Linked DNA regions of Mus musculus: region 1 is linked to region 2. Evidence: chromatin contacts called from public ChIA-PET data. All regions are on one chromosome and are shown on one strand. Each heading gives the region's core, a stretch centred on a gene start, on an enhancer-like site or on the middle of the called end of the contact. The rest is flanking DNA. Distances are from core to core; before and after follow the strand shown.

Evidence for each region. ChIA-PET counts read pairs in DNA pulled down with a chosen protein or histone mark.
Region 1: a contact with region 2 is called in an RNA polymerase II ChIA-PET map of effector CD8 T cells, with 9 read pairs. The contact joins two enhancer-like sites. A contact is called at or near these places in 1 of 39 promoter capture datasets (hippocampal neurons), 11 of 484 Hi-C or Micro-C datasets (CD4 T cells, CD8 T cells, embryonic stem cells and 6 more), 6 of 115 datasets of contacts at active chromatin or transcription factors (the SCID.adh cell line, bone marrow-derived macrophages, effector CD8 T cells and 3 more) and 2 of 9 other capture datasets (liver and pancreatic islet).

What each region holds. Positions count from the first base shown.
Region 1 is chr7:98,807,612-98,811,647 of GRCm38.p6, reverse strand. No RefSeq gene overlaps it. Among named protein-coding and RNA genes, the nearest start is that of n-TPtgg8, 5.8 kb to the left of the region's middle. Within about 2 kb of position 2,002, at least 35 of the 459 cell types and tissues checked have an H3K27ac peak or open chromatin away from gene starts, as enhancers often do. A contact at or near this core is called in CD8 T cells, bone marrow-derived macrophages, effector CD8 T cells and 2 more, where this site is marked.
Region 2 is chr7:98,691,959-98,696,388 of GRCm38.p6, reverse strand. Gm15506 (predicted gene 15506) reads left to right here. Exons shown (of 1, transcript NR_144495.1): 1 at 1-4,430. Among named protein-coding and RNA genes, the nearest start is that of Gm15506, 8.8 kb to the left of the region's middle. Within about 2 kb of position 2,123, at least 143 of the 459 cell types and tissues checked have an H3K27ac peak or open chromatin away from gene starts, as enhancers often do. A contact at or near this core is called in CD8 T cells, bone marrow-derived macrophages, effector CD8 T cells and 2 more, where this site is marked.

The sequences.
Region 1 (4,036 bases), core at 753-3,252, 120 kb before region 2:
GCTCAGTCAGTTGCCCAGAACAGACTGCTGCCTTAAGAGCAGCTCATGACACTCAAGAGGATTGGAACCCCATGACTAGCCCATCAGGACCAGGCCTGAACACCGACATGAAGTTGTGAAATGCCTTGGGCTCCACCTTAGCTTCATCTAGGTATATGAATCTGGCAGGCCTTGGGACCTGGTCTTCCTGTTGGAAAAAACAGAGCCCTGCCTACCAGCTAGCCAATGGAGTATGCCCAGGTCATGGGTGCTGTTGGGCAGCAGGCTGGGGACACAATACAGTGTGTGTAGCTGTGGGCAACAGTCTCCTCCTTGTACCATCCCAGCTTTTCCCAGCTCCTGGATAGCAACCTGTATCTGGCCTTCGTGGGAGGGTTGGTATTCCCAATTCAGGTGACATTCTAAATAAAAAACAAAACCCACAGAAGCCCTTAGATAACTCTAGAAGGCCAGCCCCTCACTATTCAGAGGAAACCTAGACTGAGAGTCTCCATGTGGCTGGAACACGCATCTCCTGCACTCCATCTTCAACTCTTGGAGGGTTTGCGGGCATGGAAATCAGAAGAAAGCGCTCCAGCCCCTCTACCCTGGAGAAGACCACCCACTCCACCCCATGCTATAGTTCCACCTCCTAGTCTGAGGGGTGGCTGGACAGAAGCAAACCCTCAGGAGCCAGGAATTCTCTTGGTGTGGAGGCTAGACCCCATCCTTCAAGGGATGCAGGATGAGGAAGCACAGACCATGAAGGCTAAGAGAGTTGGGTGTGGGTCTGGGTGTCCCAGGTTTCCAGCCACACCCGCCAGCCAAACTGGACAAGACAACCACAAGACAGCTGGCCTGGCTGCTGGTGCTGCTTGGGGGGAGGAGATGCAAGAGCAGCCATGGGTGGCATGAGTAGCCATTCTGGGCGGAAGAACCAGCTGATGATCCAAGAGTGTGGAGGGATCCAGAAGAGAGACTGAGAGTAGCTGCATGTTGGGCACCAAGGACCTAGAGAGAGAAAGTGGAGAGCTGGACATAAGGCTTAGCTCGGGGAGGGGCAGCAGACTGGCTGGTGCTATCTTCTCCAACGATGCAATCCTAAATGTCAAAATCCCAAGGATAAAACTCCAAATTATAAAATTCCCAGAGACCAAATCTCCAAGGTGTAGTTCCATAGGTGTGTGGAGGGGGGATGGTCATTGTAAAGCTTTCTTTACAGGATTTCTGCGCGTGGAACAATGGAGGGATTGTGTCTTTTGGATTTTAGGATGAGCAGAGGCAGCAGCATGCAGAGTGGGGAGAAGAAGCCATTTGAATTTGTCTCCTAGGGAAAGGGAGAGAAGCCAAAAGTCCCCAGGACTTGAGTGAGGAGGGGCAGAAGGAGAGGGAGGAGCCGTTGGGTCATGGATGATCAGTAGGAAGTCTTTCTGGGACAGATCTGAGAAAGGCTGAAGGATGGGTGGGAAGCTGGTGAATTTGGGGGTTCTGTCCTATGGTAGTGATGATGAGGGCCGAAGAGCGCTGAGGGAAAGGAGTGAGGCTGACCTGGGTCCATAGAGTTAAACCTCTGAGTGGCCCACAGTGCAAAGCATCCTAGCGCTTTGATGGAGGAGGCAGGGACCAGTCAAGAGCCAGATAGCTGGCTGGAGTCTTGGCCCTTGGCCATCACCTCTCCTCCTTTCTGATGGCTTCGAATACTTCTAGAGACCTTCCCGAGTGGCAGGCCCTGACAGGTGTTCATTTGTAGAAGCCACAGAGCCACCCCACAAGGCAGGTGACAACCACAGACATCCCAACACGCCGGGACACTGTATTGCTTTCTGTTGCTGTGATAAAACACTGTGAGCATAGCAACTCACAGAAGGACAGGTTTCCTTTAGCAGATAGTTCTAGAGGGGCTAAGAGTCCATCACCCTCACAGCAGGAAGCATGGCAGCGGGCAGGCATGGAGTGGGCCGGCATGGCAGCTGGAGCTGAAAGGTGCTAGGGGCAGGGCAGGGTTTCACATCTCAAACCACCAACGGGAAGCAGAGAGCATGAACTTGAAATGGCAAAAGTCCTTACACTCAGTTCCTACTCAGAGTGATGTACTTCCTCTGCGTAGCCACCCCTGAGCTTCCCCAAACAGGGTCACTAACTGGGGACCAAGGAGGGACACTTCACTCAAATCATGTCACATGTTGCACACAGGGTTGCAGAGTGCTGGGTTCACACTGGCCACAGAGAAGGTGCTTGTGGTGGGGTGGGGCCGGTGCTCCCCTGACTGAGAGGCTAGGCTCACCTCGACTACCCTGTCAACTCAACTTCCCATCCCAATGACTTGACCATTTAACACAATGAGATACCTGACTATAATAATTTTTGATGTTGTCTCGGATAATCAATTTCCCATAGATTTTCTCTCTATTTTAATTATTCTTTTTAATGTTGTATGCGTGTATGTTGGGCTTGTGGCAGTCAGAAGACAACTTTTGGGAGCTCGTTCTTGCCTTCTGCCGTGTGAGTCTCTCATGGTCACCAGACTTAGCAACGCGTGCCTTCAACTGATGAGTTATTTACCCCCTCCCCATCCCCATTTTCTTTTCAAGGCAAGCTCTCTCACTGTAGCCCGGGCTGGAACTCAGGTGGGACTTTTCAGGCTGCTGGCATGGAGGGCCTCAAGCATTTCCCAGTAGCCAAGCCCCTCTCCAAGCTGTTCTTCCTCAGCACAGCTAGATCTTCTAGCTCTCCACAGGGATGCTCGGAGGGTCTAGTTTTAGTCTCTGAGAATGGTGCACTCCTGTTCTGCCTTATAAAGTCCCAGATCCTTGGCTGAGTTTGTTAGCATCCTGTCCAAAGTCAGTCCCTCATGACTGCTCACCACGGGCCTAAGACCCACAAGGCTTAAAGCCCTCGGACAACTTAACTCTCAGGTTTAGTAGTCACATATAGCCAGGACACATGGTTAACTATAGTTGCTATGGCTACTTTGATAGGAGATAAGTTCTCAGAAGTAGGAACATAAGCCCCTGGCTGATGCTATAGTGAAACACTTACTATGGGGCAGACCAGTGAGTGCCAGACAGCAAATTTCCTAGGCCGTAGGATCATTTCATCCAAACAGTTCCGTCTAAGCTAGAGACTAAGGCTGTAGAGGGCCAAGGACTCGCCCGTGGACACACAGCACAGAGGTGATCAAGGCCCACAATAGTGGCGCGTACTGGGCTCCAACCCCTCAGGACCTGCCTATCCCTACTGCTTCACTGACCCTTCCCATTGGCTGTCTGAAGCAGCCCCATTTCCAAATGGACAAGTGGGACCTGGGTGGGAGGATCATACTGCTATTGACGGAAGCCCAGGACTGACACAGGTCTGCCCGAAACTGGAGCCTTAGACCGTGCCTTAGTCAGTGTTTTATTGTGAGGAGACATCCTAAAGGCAAAACTCTTCAGTTTCACCCACCCCCCCTTTTTTTGGCAAGGGTAAAAAGTAGCCACATTCTTTGCCAAAGTGTCACAAGTATGGTCTCCAGGCCACTTACCCTCTGAAACCCCTTGAGCTGGGCTGTTGGAATTTATGTTACTCTCAGCTGTCGTGCCTGGTCTCAGCTACTGCCCCAGCACCATGTCTGCCTGCATGCTGCCGTGCTCCCCACCATGATGGTGATGGACTAACTTCTAAAGCTGTAAGCCATCCCCCAGTTAAATGCTTTCCTGTATAATATTTGCCTCGGTCATGGTGTCTCTTCACAGCAGTAGGACAGAGACTAAGAGGAGCTGTTACTGCACATTGTCACGAATGCAGTTATTCTGCACTTGACATGCGGGCTCAGTGGACAAAGGCACTTGCCGTCAAGCCTGTGTTCCATCCCTGGAACCCACGTGGTAGAAAGGAGAACCCACTCCTGAAAGTTGTTCCCTAATACACTGTGGTGCATATATGTGTATATATACACCACACACACACACACACACACACAAAGGAATTATTCTAAAACATAGTTAAAACTGGCATGATAAAATCTTTCATCCCATACATTTTACACGTACTAATAAATAAATGTAAAACATGATTA
Region 2 (4,430 bases), core at 874-3,373:
CCATTTCTCCATTCAACAAATACTCCGTGCTTATACAAGCCTGTCACTGTTCTAGACAGATATGGTAATACACAAAAAAATATGTGTGCACATCCATTTACGTGGGGGAAATGAGTCAAAAATAGAGCACCTTTATGCGACTCTTGGGCTGAATAACACGAGGCGCAGGGCAGAAAGCCTGGCATGTAGTTCAGTGCTCCATTGTCTTACAGCTCCTAGGTACTCTACACCACGGTAGAAAAGCAGCAAAAAGTGTGCCTCATTCATTACAGCATTCAGTCTCTGACTAGTTACTACCTAAGCCACTTTTATCAAGACAAATTCTTACACGTCGTGTGATTCTGACTGTACTTCTAGAGTGACAGATTAATCCAGGTGGGACCCAAGTCCCTAAAGGTGACCTTTTTTGGAGCTAGTTGTTAAGAGTCTTTATATGGAGCTAGATGGCAGGTGTTAGGTCCACAAACTCAGTGTTGTTGTCCTCTAAGCACTACCTGTACAATCATTTTAATAGTTGTCCTTTTTAAGAAAAACCACACTCTAGACACTGGAGAAGCAAGCAGTACTTAAAATGCTAGAAGAATTGACTACAGTGTTGTTATGGGAAACAAGGGTGACAAAAAGCCAGGAAAAAAAGATTTTAACATGTGCTTTGTTGATATTTTTGCTTGTTGAGATTTAGAAAGTTGAGAAATACAGAAACAGACAGAAGTTTGCCCCTGGCACTGGAGGCCTTCCTCAGCCCCATATCTGCCTCAGCTTCCTCCCTCCCAATTGTCTAACAAAGAGCCACTTACTGAATCTCTTTGGGATTGGCCTGTAGACACAGACATAGCCCTTGCCCTTGGCTACTGACTAACATTGTGGGATGAAGGAAAATGACCAACTCTGGAAGGTATACCCACTGTGGTTCTTGCCTTAGCAGACTAATCTTTCCCAGAATAAAATTATCAGTACCCAATTTTTATAATACAAAAAATAGAAAGTTGGAATTGCTACATTTAAAGTAACTGTATAAATAAGAAAATGGATGTGAGAAGGCAGAGTGCACAGTGAAATGATAATTGTTAAGCTCGTGCCATTACTAGTTCCTCTTAAGTAGTGCAGCCCCCAAGCCTTGGCCACAAGGAACTGGTTTGAAATATTACCTCCTGGAAGAAACTAGACATAGGCCTCACTTAAAGAAAGAGGTGCTGATGAGACGGCTCATCAGGTAAAGCCAAGCCTGATGACCTGAGTTCAGTCCCTGGATCCAGGGACACTCCCACGATGGAAATAAAGATCCAACTCCCACGATGTATCCTCTGACTCTATGTGTGGGCCATAGCATAAGCATGCCTCTACACACACATGGGGCTAAAAGAACCTAATAAGTAATAAAATAACCTAATAAGTAACTTCAGAATTAAAGCCCAGATTAGATGAGCAATAGGCCCGGGGAGATTGGACAACTTCTTGAGTCACACACCTGCTTGATGGCAGAGCTAGGATGATAAAGGAGCCCAAACTTAGCCAACTCAAGCCAAGCCAGGGAAGTGATTTTTGCTTTGTTCTGTTTTGTTTTTCCTATTGTGCCCTTGGTAATAATTCTCTTACTGAAATGTTTGTTACGGTACCCTGCATTGAATGTCTAATAAGAATGATCGTAGACAGTTTTTAAGGAATATGGTCATCACCCAGAACATCGTACAGATGTTTCCCACATCCCCTGGCTGTCCAGGTCCCCAGTCCTTTCACAGATGTGAATTTATGAGGACATGCTGGCATTCTGTCATCTGCCTTTTCCATAGGTCTTCCCAAGTTGTGTGTTGCATTTTTGTGGTTTTAACATTTCTCATGGACACGCCCATGAAAAATTTAAAACCTGGGTACATAAATTTTATAAAGTACCACTTATCTCTTCAGTGCTGGCTCATATTTCCATGTTAGTATTTATGACACAGTATGTGAAGTCATGAATAAGTCACATAATTTGAGCTCTTATTCCCTAAACACCAACATTGTATTTCTGCAGGTTCTAAAAATTCTTAACACTTCACTTAGAAACCCCACTATAGCTTGCCACAATGTTTCCATAGTAACAGGTTTCAAACAGAAAAACAGGAAGCCGAGAGAGGACGGGGGATGATATTATCAGAGTACATGGGGTGGTGTTGGGGCGCAGTCTGTGGAGTGAATTCTCTGCTCTAGTTAGAAGGCTCCTGAGCAGAGTGACCTGCCAGCTTACCACAGGGATTTGGGATGCTGAGTTCAATGTCTCCCTCAATCACTGTCTTGGTTTTTGAGACAGGGTCTCTCACTGATCCTGGAGGTCACTGATCGGCTCCGGGAGATTGGCTTTTGACTGTGACTGTCCTGGAGCTCATAATGTAGACCAGGCTAGCCTCAAATTCACAGAGATCTGCCTGCCTCTGCCCCTCTGAGTTCTGGAATTAAAGGTGTGTGCCACCATACCTGGCTTGCATACTATTTTAAAATTACATTTTCTCTCTCTCTCTCTCTCTCTCTCTCTCTGTCTCTCTCTTTGTGTGTGTGTGTGTGTGTGTGTACATATATTCTACAGTATGCATGTGAAGTTCAGAAGACAGTTTATGAAAGTAGGTTCTCTTCCTTCACCATATGATTCCTGGAGACCAAACACATGTTGTCAGGTCTGACAAGCACCTCTGTACCAGAGCCATCTAACTGACCCTAGACATACTATTTTTATTGTAACTATAAATATCACTTTTATAATTACACATTTATGCATAATAAACACTAAAATTACTTTTTGTTCTTTTTTAGAAAAAATACACATTTTATGACAGGAAAAGTGATCTGTCTCCAAGGAGCTGATGACTCAAGGGAAGCATGGGATACACAAATAAGTGTCTTGCACAGCAGTAAGGATGATAATGGAAATTTTACCCAGTGTGGGCGGAAGGATCAACTCTGCCTGGGAGAGCTGTTCTTTGGTAAAACGAGGTGACCTTCGCACAGGCTCATAAAGATGACTAGAGTTCTCTGGAGCTTTGTAAATGGTTAAGCACGGTATAAATGTAAGTTGGTCCTTGGCCTTCGTTATTGCTGTCGAGGCTTACCTCATATAAAGCTCTCTTTCTTGTCTCTTTCCCAGGCTCCCCAAAGCCCAGGCTCCCTGGGCCAGGAAACGGCCACAGTTAAGCGGTCACACGTCAGTGCTGTAGCAAGCGAACTGAGGCGCATCCAGAAGATGCAGACTCAGACCCAGAGGCTGTAAAATCACCTGGGAGCCGAGCCAGGAAGCCTCGGAGTGGGAAGCGCCCCTCCCCCCACCCCACCCCTCCCAGCGCCACCCTGTGGAAAGGCCTCCCTCCACCCTGATGGATGTGAGCATCTATACCTGGGGTATGGTAAAAACTAAGAACGAGTATCACACGTCAGTCTGTGATTTACCCCGGCAGGAAATGACGAGTTCCATGTCTTAGGGCCTCCAGACAGGGCGGAGTGGAGAGCAGAGTATGAGTCAGGGGACAGGATGGAGGCGACGGATGATACGTTCTAGATTAACATTTTCTAGCATCAAGTCCTCCTGGTCTCCTCCCTGGGGTCCCCATCATGTCACACTTCTCTGCCTTCCGGGAGGAGATTGGAGGCCTTCTAATAATCCTCACTTGAATTCCTCTGTGGAAAAATGGTCAGAACATCCTGTGTCGGTGACAGGACATATTAGCCCCTTGATTACCGTGTGTCTTTGTTACTTACTCCCTTCAACACATACAGGACACTCAAAATATGTTCTAGATGATATGTCCTAAATGTAAAAGTGAAGGAAAAGATGGCCACGACCTCACACTCCCATGGACTGGACTGGGTATTTTTTTTTTTTTTTTTTTTTTTTTTTTTTTTAGTATTTTGTTCTTGTTTTGGTATTTCTTTTGTTTTTGTTTTGCTTCAAGACAGGATTTCTCTGTGTAGTTCCAGGCTGTCCTGGAACTCACTCTGGAGACCAGGCTGGCCTTGAACACACAGAGATCCACCTGTCCCTGCCTCCCAGTGCTGAGATTGAAGGTGTCTGCACTATTCTCAGCTTTATTTGGTTTTTGAGACATAGTCTCCTGTTCTCAGGTTGGCCTCAAACTTCCCAAATAGCTAAGGCGGATTCTTACCTCTTTTTTCCCCAAGTTTTTAAAAATGTACTTCTAGTTTATGTACATATTTGCCCTCATGTATGTATGTGCACCATGCTTGTCTGGTCCCAGCAGAAGCCAGAAGAATGCATCAGATCCCCTAGAGCTGGAGTCATAGTGCTCACGAGCTGCCACACAGGTGCTGGGAACTGACCTCAGATCCTCTACCAGAGCGGCACTTGCTCTTAACTGCTGAGCCATCTCTTCAGCCCTCTGAGCCACTGATCTCTTGATCTCTTACCTCTGCCTTCTACGTTCTGAAATTACAGACATACTCCA